2 separate regions of the Mus musculus genome follow, and region 1 is linked to region 2. A link is a contact called in public HiChIP or PLAC-seq data. All regions are on one chromosome and are shown on one strand. The core of a region is the stretch at or near the end of the contact, and the rest is flanking DNA. Distances in the headings are between cores, read along the strand shown. Region 1 overlaps Lhfpl4 (lipoma HMGIC fusion partner-like protein 4). Region 2 overlaps Setd5 (SET domain containing 5).

The links. HiChIP or PLAC-seq counts read pairs in DNA pulled down with a chosen protein or histone mark.
Region 1: an HNF4G HiChIP or PLAC-seq map of pancreatic cancer cells shows a contact between it and region 2. The contact joins two enhancer-like sites. A contact is called at or near these places in 1 of 15 datasets of contacts at CTCF or cohesin (the NIH/3T3 cell line), 3 of 484 Hi-C or Micro-C datasets (brain, pre-B cells and pre-megakaryocyte-erythroid progenitors), 2 of 115 datasets of contacts at active chromatin or transcription factors (embryonic stem cells and pancreatic cancer cells) and 3 of 9 other capture datasets (adipose tissue, liver and pancreatic islet).

What each region holds. Positions count from the first base shown.
Region 1 is chr6:113,165,040-113,171,632 of GRCm38.p6, reverse strand. Lhfpl4 (lipoma HMGIC fusion partner-like protein 4) reads left to right here. Exons shown (of 4, transcript NM_177763.3): 4 at 1-3,546. Among named protein-coding and RNA genes, the nearest start is that of Lhfpl4, 27 kb to the left of the region's middle. Within about 2 kb of position 4,497, at least 144 of the 459 cell types and tissues checked have an H3K27ac peak or open chromatin away from gene starts, as enhancers often do. A contact at or near this core is called in the NIH/3T3 cell line, adipose tissue, brain and 1 more, where this site is marked.
Region 2 is chr6:113,095,733-113,102,463 of GRCm38.p6, reverse strand. The region is part of intron 1 of Setd5 (SET domain containing 5); the gene reads right to left. Among named protein-coding and RNA genes, the nearest start is that of Setd5, 21 kb to the right of the region's middle. Within about 2 kb of position 2,658, at least 266 of the 459 cell types and tissues checked have an H3K27ac peak or open chromatin away from gene starts, as enhancers often do. A contact at or near this core is called in the NIH/3T3 cell line, adipose tissue, brain and 1 more, where this site is marked.

The DNA.
Region 1 (6,593 bases), core at 3,248-5,747, 67 kb before region 2:
CCTCCCTCTTTGGTCCCTCGGTTTCCTTCTCTCCTGTGTAGACTAGCTGGAGGTCCCTGGGGATCCCCAGGGAAAGGACGCTCTGCCGCGCAATCTCCTTGGACCCCTTCAGTGTGCAGGGCTGCCTGCTGCGTCCTTGCCTGCCGGTCCTGATCGCCTAAAGAGACTTACTCAACACACTGCCCCAGGAGGGCCAGACTCTTTCCTACTTTATTTTTATTCGCTGATGATGGTCCCACCACATCTGCCACAAAGCTCCAGGTGCCACCAGCCCCCCAACGGGGCCTCCTCTGCCTCCCTCATTCAAGCCTGCACCCAGCTCTCAAAAGAATCTGAGCCGTGCTGAGGGGGAAAGGATAGGGTCTTCCTTCCTGCTGCTGGTAGTCCTTCATCACCTCAGAGTCTGAGGGGGAGACACGGGCTCTGGAGGCTGTGGGAGGAGGAAGCTAGTTCCAGCCTGAGGCTGGCCTGGCCTCTTCCCTACTGGGATATCTCACTGGTGACTGGCCCCTCGAGCCTGGCCTGTTTTGTACAGCATAGACTTCTCAGGCCCATTGTCAGGGTTGGTGGCTGTGGAGAGGGGGCACAGAGGTGGGGACTTAGGGGTTACCCCTCTCCTTCTCATGCTTCCTACACCCTGGACATCTGCCAAGGGCAGAGACTGTCTTGCGTCTTTGATACTTTTCTGCCTAACTTGAACTTGCAGGTCACCTCTGAACAGGGTACCCTTGTCCCCACCCCAGGCCCTGTTACCCTGTCCCTGCCTCTTTCTCCTCTTTGCCCACTTCTCGCCTTGCGATAAGCCCAGGGTCTGCAACCTCATGGGCAGTGCTTGGAGCTGAGGTAGGTGTGTGTGCATGAGTGTGTGCGTGTATGTGTGTGTATGTGTGTGTATGCGTGTGTATGCGTGAGTATGTGTGTGCGTGTATGTGTGTATGTGTGTGTTTGTGTGTGTGTGCGTGTGTGTATGTGTGTATGTGTGTGTGTGTGTGTGTGTGCGTGTGTATGTGTGTGCATGTATGTATGTATGTGTGTGTTTGTGTGTGCGTGTGTGTGTGTGTGTGTGTGTGTGTGTGTGTGCGTGTGTTAGGAAAGGGCAGATGAGAAGATCTCTCTTCTCCTGCAGTGGGGGGCCCCTCCCTCCCCCTTAGCAGAGAGAAAAACGAGGGAGATTCCAGGTGGTTTTTTGTTGTTGTTGTTGTTGTTGTTTTGTTTTTTATTTTGTTGTAGTTTTTGACCATCTTTGGCTACCTTATGGATCTGGTGGCAGAGCCATCTAATCATAGAAAAGCCTCCAGTTTCCAGTGGAGGGGTGGCAGACGAACGTCATCAAACATAATGTCTCCGAGGACACGGCCTGCTGCCTGGTCCTTGTGTCGAGGAATGTGTGCCTCCTATAGGCTGTCCAGGAGGCGTCTCACTTCCCTGTGTTACATTGGCCTCAGCCAGAGAGGAAGAACGGCTAGTCTATGAGTTTGCTGTCCTTGTGTTCATTTTCAGAGGACTTGGAGCTGAGTTAGGATTCCTGAGCCAGGCCCATGACCCAAGGCTGCCCCAGCAGGACCCTACCTGGAATCTGATGCTGGTTCCTGGCAGAATTCCTGACACTTGGAACGTTCCAGATCCCATCTCCACATTTTCTCCTCTCTCCTCCAGGGTAGACACCTCCTCCTGAGCTTTGGCCACTGCCCTTGTCTTCCCCAGCTCTTGTCCCAACCTGGTCCCTCCCTGGAGCCAGAGTGCTGGAGTCATCTTCAGCAGGTAGCCAGGAGACTGGGAATGGACAGGGAGGGTGGGGGAGCCTTGTCAGAAGGAGAAGGGAGCAGGAAGTCAGATCCTCAGCTTCAAACCAGAGGGGAGGGTCCAGGTAGTGGCGAGAGGGGCAGGAGTGGGTGACTGACTGAGAAGCGGGCAGGAGCAAAGCCGGCGAAGTAAAGATGAGGCAGGAGACAGGCGACAGGCATGGAAAGGGAGGAATGGAGAGAATGGAGAGAGAGAGAGAGAGAGAGAGAGAGAGAGAGAGAGAGAGAGAGAGAGAGAGAGAGAGAGAGATCTGGAGAGGCACACACAACGATGGAGAAGTGAAGAACTAGAATGGGTTTTCCATGGATGGGCAGCAGATGAAGAAACCTGGGAGGTGGGAAATGGAGGGGTAATTCACAGGGAGCAAGAACAAAATGTAGAGAAGAAAGAAGATAGTGGGTATGTGTGTGAAGAGGAAACGCTAGGGATTGAGGAGGGCAGCCATGTGTGTGCTTGGAGAGCCTGTTTTCCTAAGAACACTTGCTGCCCAGGGGGTCCCTTGTGCTTTGGCAGACAGGATAGAATTGACTTCTTGGTGTCTGCGGTAGCTCTGATCCTTTGGAGAGAACTGTGTGTGTACAAGGGACCGAGCAGGCCAGGCTGTGTTAGATAGAGGTGGGCTAATGACAGAGAGGAAGGGCATGAGTTCCCTCTGAGGAGTCGTCTACCAGTGTTCTTGCCACTCTCCAGCCAACCAGCTGCTGCCCAGCGGTGCAGTGTGGAGTTTCAGGCTGGCAGGCTGAGGTCTGCAGTCTGCAGGAGCCCCAGGGTATCGCGGGGAAAGAAGAGAGGGAGCAATGGGAACCAAAATGTGGTCTTGAAGGCTTAGAAGAGTTAGGGACAAAGAAAATGGATGTTTCGGCCAAGAACTCAGGTGAGGCTCTAACTGACCTCCTGGCAGTTGACGTAGGACAGTTAGGGCGGGGAGCTGGTGTTAGCCTTTGGGGAAGGATAGGATATGGACATCAACATCTCTGTTTCTGATCACTAACCAAGAGCTTCCCGTTGTTGGGTCCCTGAAAATCCTCAGCTATTTGTGACTGGATGGAGAGGCTGGTGTTTGGTGTTAGCGGATTTCTTTGCTCTTGACAGAGAGGGGAGAGGAGAAAGCAGTTATAGCTTCAATGGGGTCCAGCCTCTGCTCCAGAGCACTGTTTAGACTAGTCCTTGGGGTTGAGGGAAGTAGAACACTGCCCTCTAAGGACCAGAGCTATGGAGGAAAGCTGTTCCAAGGGCCTGAGGATGTGGGGAATATTAACATCCTTCTGGGGCCTGCAAGAGCCAAGATGGCAGCTTGCAGATGGCGCTTGGGAGGACGGGGAAGCTTCTACAAGTTGAGTCCCTCTTGAGCACAGAGGGACTAGTCCTTCTCCAGCCTCTGGTATGAACCAAAAAAGGGAAACCCTCTTGGAAGGGCTGGATTCCTTCTAGCATGAGAGGCTTCTGGGGGCCCTTGTCTGGCTCAGAGCTAGCTTTTGGGTGGGACAGGAGGTATTCCTGAGAAGAGAGCAGGAGCCACCAGCCATCCCAGGACTCTGACTGGCAGTCCTCCAAGGACCTGTGCTGTGTGTTAGGGTAGCTTGGTGTTGTCTGTGCCCCACTAGTAAGTTCTGTCTGAATGTGTCTTAGATGTTCACTGTCCAATTTGGTAACATTTCTTTTGGTCCCGCCCCCTTCTGCTGCTGGATTTATGCTTCAGTGCAGGTGGAATGGTGTTCAAATAAAGACACAATTTATATCACCCATGCTGGCTGCTGCTTCTGACTCCTGACCCAGGGCCTCATGGGTGGGATACAGCCCAACCCTCCATTCATATCAATGGCTGTATATTCATGGAGTGCTAATGTTCAGTGTGACTTAATGACAGTTTCTTTTACCACAGCTTTAAAAAAAACAAAACAAAACCAACTTTGGTAATACATACCTGTGATCTCAGAACTCAGAAGACGGAAGCAGAAGGATTATAAATTCATGGCCATACTAGACTACATGAAGAGATCTAGTCTCAAGAAAGAAAAAAATGTCTGGGTATTTCTATAGCATGACCATGGCCCACGTTGGGAGCAGGAGCCCGGGTCCTGTCTGCATGTCCCCTGTAGCCATCACCTTTCCACAAGCATCGCTCACAGACGTGGGGTTGGCATTGGAGGGATGGCCCAGCAGCGACAGGCAAGGGCTTCTCTTCTAGAGGACTGGGCTCAATTCTCAGAATCCAGGAGCATCTGTAATTCTCGTTCCAGGAGACCTGCTACACCAGGCATGCATGTGATTGTAGTACGTGCATACATGCAGATAAAATGCCCTTACACATAAAATACAAATTTAAAAAAGGGGGGGCAGTCATGATGGCACAGGCCTTTAATTCCAATACTTAGGAGGCAGGGGCATGTGAATTTCTGTGAGTTTGGCACTAGCTTGATTTATATATCCAGTTCCAGACTAGCCAGGGCTACATAGGGAGATTATGGAGAGACGGGGGGGGGGGGGGGAGGGAGAGAGAGAGAAACCCAATAAATTAATAAATTAATAAAAATTTAAAAAGTATCTCATAGCTTAGGTTAGCTGCTGGTGTTCCAGTCATTTGATCTATGAGCCACTTGAAGCTGCCTGGAAATGCCACAGAACTGAGTCACCTGGCACATGTAACTGAAAGAGGCTAGAAACATTAACTGGGCACGTTGCCAACGCAAATGAAACCGGGGTTCTGTGACACGGCAAAAGGAGACAGCAGCAGCGGCACTCTGGATACTCCCTCTGGCACAGTCTTGATTCTGCATGCGGTATTCTGACCACAGTAACAGTGCTCCACTCTTTTGTGAGGACTCGGGGAAGCCAGGATACCTCTTTCTAGAGCACTTACCCAAAGGGAAGAAAATAAAAATCCACACTGAAGAGATGAGAATTCCGACATTCACCGCATTCCAGGGCGTGGTCAGGTGGTTGGGGGCACGTGTGTGAGCTGCCCATGTGGACCACATACTGCACACAATGACTTGTTCTAAAAGTGCGTCTGGATGTGGAGATGAGCATGTCAGAACATGGCAGGCTCTGCTGAATGCCAGCTTCTTGTGGGTGCTCTTAGGGGCGGTACCTAACATGGCTTCTGGTGGAATGCGCGTATGCGGAGGAAATCTTACTGTGTGGGAGCGAGAGACAGGCAGGCCACAGTGGAAGAGAAAGCAGCTTGAGTGACAGGTGGGTGGATTATATCCCCGGGAGACTGAAAGCAGCTAGGACAGGTGAAGCAGGAAATGTGAGGTGCGGAGGGGTCAGAGACAAGCCTGGGGGTCAACAAGGGTCTGAAAGAGCTCAGAGTTAAGAGTGGTGGAAGATTCCTTAATTATTTGGAGGTGGGTAGACCAGGGTCTACCTGTGTATCCCTGGCTGGCCTGGAGCTCACTGTGTGGACCAGGCTGACCGAGGACACTGTTTGCTTCTGCCTCCCGAGTACAGAAGTTAAAGGCGTACACCACCACCCATGGCAGGAGTTGTTTGTTTTTGAGACAGGGTCCTGGTGTGTATCCCTGGGTAGATTGAACTCAAAGCAACCTTCCGCATCAGCTGGTAAGGGCTGGGATTACAGGTGAATGCCACTGTGTCAGTTACATTTCTCTCACAGTCATAAACCAGTGTGACCAAGGCAACTTAGAGAAGAGTTTATTGGGGGCTTCTGGCTCCAGAAGGTTAGAGTACATGATGTCAGAGCAGAGCAGGTGGCAGGAACCTGGAGCAGTTTCAAAGAGCTTGGACACAGAACACACTAGGAGTGACTTGATGTCTTGGAAATCTTTAAACCCTACCTCCAGTGACATCCTCTGTCATGGAGGCCAACCTCCTAATCATTTCCAAACAGCCTCCAAACCGGGACCAAGTATTCAAGTACCAAAGCCTTATAGGGAACACCACACTCAAACCACCGCAGCTCCCAGGTCTAGTTCACAGAAGTATTTTACACAGGGCTCACATTTTCAGGAAGATTACTTTGGTATGGTGATAATGAATGGGCCAAAAGGTGACAATTTTGGGAGGCTGCAGAGATGGCTCAGTGGTTAAGTGGTTAAAGAGCCTGCTCTTGTCAAGGACCAATACCCACGAAGCAGCTCCCACCCATCTGTAACTCCAGTTCCAGGGGAGATGATGCTCTCTGCTGGCCTCCAAGATCGCCAGACACACATGGTGTACAGACACACATACAGGCAACACACACACAGAGGCAACACACACACACAGAGGCAACACACACACACACACACACACACACACACACACACAGAGATTAATTAAAAAGTAAATTAAAAAATATATTTTTTTAAATAACAAATTTGGGGGCTGGAAAGATGCCTCAGTGGTTAAGAGCACTGGCTGCTCCTCCTGAGGATCCAAGTTCAATCCCCAGTACCCACAAGGCAGCTTACAACTGTCTATAACTCCAGCTCCAGAGGATCTGACACCCTCACATAGACATGCATGCAGGCAAAACACAAATGCACATAAAATAAAAATGAATAATTTAAAAAATAATAAAAATAATTTTTAAAAAAGAAGATGGATTTTGGATTGAGAGATGGCTCTGTGAGTAAAAGTGTCTACTCTTAAACTTGGTGACCTGAGTTAGATCCTTAAGACCCACATGGCACAAGGAGAGAACCAACTCCCAAAAGTGGTTATGTGACCTTCACATGTGCACAGTGGCTATGCCCTCCCCTAGATAGAGATAGATAGATAGATAGATAGATAGATAGATAGATAGATAGATAGATACATACATACATACATACATACATACATAC
Region 2 (6,731 bases), core at 1,409-3,908:
CCACCAGAATCTGTCAGATGATCATTACTCAGAAGAATTCAAATCATGTGTTCTATGTCAGAAAAGGCCTTAAAAATTACTCAACAATATTAATGATTCTTTGCTATAGCCACCGCTAACATAGATTCATAAGCTAAATAGATTCATAAAAATAATTATTACCCATCCAACTACCTATTATCTACAGACACACATAGTTAATTTTCTCCCTATGATAGTAACTTTAAAAAAAGATGTATTACAAGGCAAAAATGAAAAAGTTACTTCAGGTAGTACCTCCTCTCAAGAGTGAATAAATTATTTTTACATTGCCTTATGAAATCTTAACACAATAGCTAGGCACACACACCCAGTAATCCCAGCATTCAATAGGCCAAGGCAGAAGGTTCAAGAGAGACCAGCCTGGACTACATACTTGTCTCAAATGCAGTGGTGAGATATTACACCAGCTATCTGGACAGTTGATACACAACTTTAAGAAACATTAAGAAGTTAGCTTATTAATTTCTCTTTGTAAATTCTTTTTCCTCTTGCCAATTGTTATATAACTGTACTACTGCTACTATTCTGATAAAGGCAATCTTAATAGGCCAGCTTGACCATGTTGTCCTAAATCATAATAATGGGGTTTCTTTTTAAATGTCTGTTTTGTCTGAATGTACATCTGAAAAGGGTATCAGCTCCCATCAAGCTATAATTATAGATGGTTGTGGGTACTGGGAATTAAACTTAGATTTTCTGGAAGAACAGCCAGGGCTCTTAACTGCTGGGTTATCTCTCAAGCCCCAATGATGAGGTTTCCTAATTCAAATTCTGATACACGAAACTCTCTTTATATGGTTCCTTCACTGAAAAATGATGTAAAATATAGCTATTTAAATGATAAAGAACTTTTACTAGATTATCCATATACAATCTTTTATTATAATATCTCATGTAAGAAAACATTTACTCTGGTTTATCAAGCTAAATTTTAGCTAGAGTAACTATTAATTTAATCTCCTAATTTGGAGATGTGTAAGAACTGTGTCTAGACAAAAATAATTTCAAAATATAATTTATTCCATTACTTAAACTCTTATCACCAGAACACAAATTATGGCAGGGATTAAAAAACAAAACTTTTTTTTTAAACCACTGCTGTAGTTCCAATGATTAAATACTATGCCTGACATATCAAGAGGAATCAAGAAATGTTTACTGAGTGATCCCATCATAGTAACCAAGTTCAACATTTACTAAAATTCAAAATATAACAAATGAAAAGGATTTGGGGCAGTCACCTTTGAGGTCCCCCAATTATCTGCGAGTAGCTCTGAAACCCTAGAAAAGGCTGAGACACAGTTTAATATATGAAGAAACATTGATGTGCTCAAAAAGTGGAACACTACAGATTAATAATTTTATTTCTGTATTACTTGTTACTTTCCATTTACATCTAACACAAAATAACTAAGGGAGGGAAGGAAATGGCCTTGGTTTCCAAGGTGATGAGATACTGCCCTTCTCTTCCCTTCTATCAAAACTGTTCCCCTCAGGATTCTCAAGTTTTTCTTGTCTTTCCATGGGGGTTCCAAACTCAGTAACTTTTACATTTCTGTTTTGTTTTGTTTGTTTTTAAGCAATTGCTATAGCCCACATCAGACTTAAACTTGTATCCTCCTTGGCTGACCCTCCCAAGTGCTATTATTGGCACACACCACCACATGGGGCACAGACCTCTTTTCATCAAATACCAGATTTACTTTGGATACAGGCCTAGCAAAACATATTAAATGATGACTCCTTTCTTTTCCCCATTCCATTCCTTATAAAAACTGGGGGCAGGGGGAATCGGTTCTACCTGGGGTCAATTCCATCAACTTACTATATCCCCAAAAGGAAAGGAAAATAGAGAACCTATTAAATTTGGGGAAAGAGAATGAAGAAAGGGAAGAGTAGGTGATCAGAATTTCTTAAATTCATGTTTTTATTTCACAAAGTCAAATATAGTACTGACCAAAATGAGCTCTCAATATCCAAAATAATAACAGGTCATAAACATGGAAGAAAGCTGTTCACAAGTCACCATCCATTAGAAGGCATGCCCTTTACATTTATGTGTGTGGGTGTGGGCGTGCGCATGTTTCCAATTTTTAAAAATCTGGAAAACAAAGTAATCTTTAGAAAAATATTTTCAAAAGTATATTCACAATTTTGAAGTGAAAAAAAAAAAGGTTTGAAGGTGACAGTAAAAAGAAGAAATAAAATAGTCAAGTATTCAGCAGCAGCAAGTAAGAGGAAGGACAGAGGCAAAGTAAAAATATAGTTTCACTCTGCCATCAATTATCAACCCACCAGATCTACAAAATACCGGATCCACTAACAAACCCAGCCTGTCTTCCAATACTGAGCACTCTTTTGAGAGTTACCATTTATATGTAGTTTCTAGACTTTTAAGATTTCAGAAGAAATGTATCAGACAGGTGAGGCGGAAGCAGCTGGGAGACAAGAGACCAGTAAACAGTCAACCCAATGAAAGAAACGCACAAGTCAGCTTTAGCAATCCTGTGAAGAGGACTGGCAGGAAGAAGAGTGCAGCTTTAGAAAGAGAACAGGCCTCGTATGCTTCAGACAGTCTTTGTACTGAGGCTGTGGACCTTGGCCACTCTCCCAGAGATGATGCAATCCTGATGAACAAGATCTGCTGCCAGACAAGCGATTGTTAGCAGCCTTTGCAGACAGCAACTCAGCCAAGAAGCAATCTCTGAGCAGCTCCCCATAAGCCACCAGAATGTCAAATTTCTTCCATTTCAGTCTCTGATAAAATAAAGGGAATATCCCTACCCCACGCATCCCAAGCCCTTTTCTTAGAGAGCCCTTTGTCTTCCCTGCTTTCCTTTAACTGTGTTTAAAGTCTCCACCACTCATAATTATATTTCAAATGAAACACCAAAAATATTTTTACTCTGATGAGCAGAATTCTCTAAACATATTAACGATAAGGCCTTTACAGTAAAAATTTATACTAATTTTCCTCAGTTTCCCAAGAAAAACCTGGGACACAATAGTTTCTTGTATAAAAACTGTTATGAAATCTGATACTCAATTATGACTCACAAAAATAAAGATAAATATTTAGACTAATCTAGGGTCAGAGAGGTATATTTTGAATTCTGAAATTACATGGAACTCAGTACATAAAACAATGTCATCTAGGAGAGAAAAAAGAAAATCTACTCTAGCTTAGGTCAAGATAAACATTAACAAAGTGTCTTTACAATGTTAGGTACAACGCCTCCTTTTCTAGGGGCAGCATGACTTCAGATCTTACTAGAGTTAATGATTATAATCCATTTACTTAGACTCCAGCTTAAATATACATTCAATTTAAAAATCTTCCCTAGAATTGTCATCATAGGCCCAATTTCTTTTCAGTTTAGGTACTGGGTTTTTCATATACAATATTGTTTCTCACCTTGTTAAAGACTTAGGTTAGGGAACTTCAACTACAGGAAGCCTCAAACCAAATTTCTTTTTAAAACCACCATCCTTAAACTGGGACACAATTCAAGATTCAGGTTTCTTACACATATATATTACTGAAAGCATTATGTTCAACCCTGTATTTAGATAATGGAAATTAACACATATAGCACAGCTCTGAAAATTCTTTAGTAGGCTAATGAGTAACTGAATTAAGAGAGAAAATTTGTACAAAGAGATAATTTGGTAGGGTACTTGCCTGGCACCACAAAGCCCTGAGTTTTCTTAGCCTTGCACAAATTTGGCATGGTGTTATGAGGCTATCTATAATCCTAGGACTTTGGAGGTACAGGTAGAATTATCAGAATTCCAGGTTATTCTGGGTTACATATAGCAAATTTTGGGCAAATTTGGGATATGTGAGCCCTGTCTTAAAAAACAAAACAAAACAAAAACCCTTCAAAAAAATTGCAAAGGGGTTGGGGGAAAAATTGCAATTTTATGATTGGATCTTTCCGTCTGCATGTGAGTTGAATTTTCTCTTAAATCAGTTTTTCTTATGACTATAAAATTTAAAAGGGGGGATTGAGAGAGTAGGGCTGGGAGGAGAAGAGGGGAGGAAAAATAAATTAATGAAAAACTTTTTTTTTTTTTTTTAACAAAGTGGGAACTCTTATGAGGACTTTAAAATGATAAAGTCTTGCAGGGCGTGGTGGCACAGGCCTTTAATCCCAGCACTCCAGAGGCAGAGGCAGGCAGATCTCTGAGTTCGAGGCCACCCTGGTCTACAAAGTGAGTTCCAGGACAGTCAGGGCTACACAGGGAAAACGTGTCTTGAAAAAACAACAACAAAAACAAGAAAGAAAGAAAGAAAGAAAGAAAGAAAGAAAGAAAGAAAGAAAGAAAGAAAGAAAGAACGAAAAAGAAAAAAATATGTAGTTTCACTTTCCCATCAATGAACAACCTACCAGATCTACAGAATACTGGATCCACTAGCAAACCCAGCTTGTCCTGCTTTACTCCTTTTTATTTTCTTTTGATTTTTCAAGACGGTTTTTCTGTGTAGCCCCGGCTGTCCTGGAACTCACTTTGTAGGCCAGGCTGGCCTTGAATTGAGTAATCTGCCTGTCTCCGCCTCCCAAGTGCTGGAATTAAAGGCGTGCTCCACCACGGCTTTACTCCTCCTTTTACTACACACACACACACACACACACACACACACACACACACACACCAGTTCAAAATGTGGGTTTTTAATGCATACAATCAGCTTTCTGCAGAACTCATGTACCATCTGAATTATATGCTTATCCATTTCTAGCCAAAACCCAACTATCCCAAGGGAAAAAAAACTAGCAGTACTACTTTTTTTTGCTTTGGGAGAAAAGGATATTAGGAAAAATGATTACATAAGGAGCTAGAAATTTTGTGATATAGCCCACAATTTAGCTCAATGACTCCAGAAACATTGTATTACACAGATGACTTTTTTTTTTTTTGGTTGTTTTAGATGACTTCTAAATGTATCAATATAAAATAGTTATTTTCTTTTTTCCTGCTTCATATTTTCTGTGAATCCTCAACTTGCTTGGCAATTTATGTCTCAAGTAGGTACAACAGAAAGAATACTGTCCCGCTCTAAGAAACACATGGAGAAGAATCTGCAGTAGGATATTTATGAAGCTTGTAGAATTAGAAGAATCTACAAAGAAAGAAGTGCCACACTAATAACTTGAATGTGGCTAAAAATAGCTTCCGCCTTTCCACACCCAAAAAGTATAGGAAGAGGAAATGGGAAAAATATGACAAAGAAGTAAAAAACCCCACAATAAAACCCAAACAAAAACCCAAAAGATATAGGCTGGGTGTGGTGGTAAAAGCCTTTAGTCTCAGTCCTAGAAAGGCAATCCCTGTGAGTTCCAGGTCAAGGTGGGCACACAGTGAGACCGTCTCAAAATAAAAACCAACAAACCAAACAGTAAAAGGGAGAGAAAGGATAAATACTACAGGAGTATTTATAAATATTCAGAGATCTGGTGAGAAGCTCACCTAATTTACACAATAGTAAATTGGGCTTAACTGTGAAGATAGTGAATACAGGAAATAGATCCAGGAGTTGTAGAAAAAAGAAAGAAAGAGAAACAGATTGGCATAATCTGAAATATGTGACTTAACAATTCAAGCCAAGATAAAATTTCCTTTTCTTCTAACTCTTGTTTATCCTTTGGTTTCTTAAAATTTACATTCTCTCTAGGGGATTCTGGAACTGGTAAAATGTCTGTAAAGCTTCGCTTACTATGAAGCAATTTTAAGACCAATTAAAAAGAAAGTCCTACTTATAATGGCTATGATAGAGGTCAAGGCGTACATTTACCTTTCCTAGATAGTTATTTACATGTACTAGGAGGCATACCTCATAATTGTACTGGCTTAAATAAATTCAACTTCATAAAAATAGTTTTAGGACTTAGAAGATGGTTTTTAAAAACCTCTGTGTGAACACACAAGTATGCAGGTCAGAGGAAGACTGATACCTGAAGTTATCAGGCGATTCTGGTGACTTTCCTGTCTGGACTCTCTTACAGGCTGGAATAACAGACCTGTACAGTTTTGCATGGGTTTACTCAAACCCAGCTCTCATGCTTGTGAGGCAAGTACTTTTAATCACTGAGACATCGCCAAACCTTGATTATTTTACAGACAAAAACATAATTAGAAAAAGATTAACTCAGGGAACTGAAGGTATAGCTGAGTGGTAGAGTGCTTGCCTAGCATTCAATAAGCTCTGGGTTGTATGAGTAACAATGAAAGGGGGAATTTACTCACAAGAAAGTCACAAATACAGCAGATTTCAAAAGAAAATTAAGATTTTAACACGTAGCTTTTATTTATTAAACTAATTACGTTGGGTAGCAATATCTAAATTAAAAGTGTGTTTATTAACAAGTCCAGAATCTTCCAGCTCTCTGGGGGAATTTATATTATGTAGCTTTACCTTGAGTTTTATATATGCAGATTTCCCACTTCTCCCTTTATCAATGACAACAAACAATTACTATGAACATAAAAGCTATCTGAAGGTGTGTCTTCCATCTTAGGTACTCTGTAGGCTGATTTCAAACTCCAATTCACCTGCCTCTACCTCCTGCATGCTAATAATAGGGATGTACCAAAACACCTAGAGTTTTATATGGTGATAGGAATCAAGTCTAGAGCTGTTTGCATGGTAGGCAAGCACTTTTACCAACTAAGCCACATTATCAGCC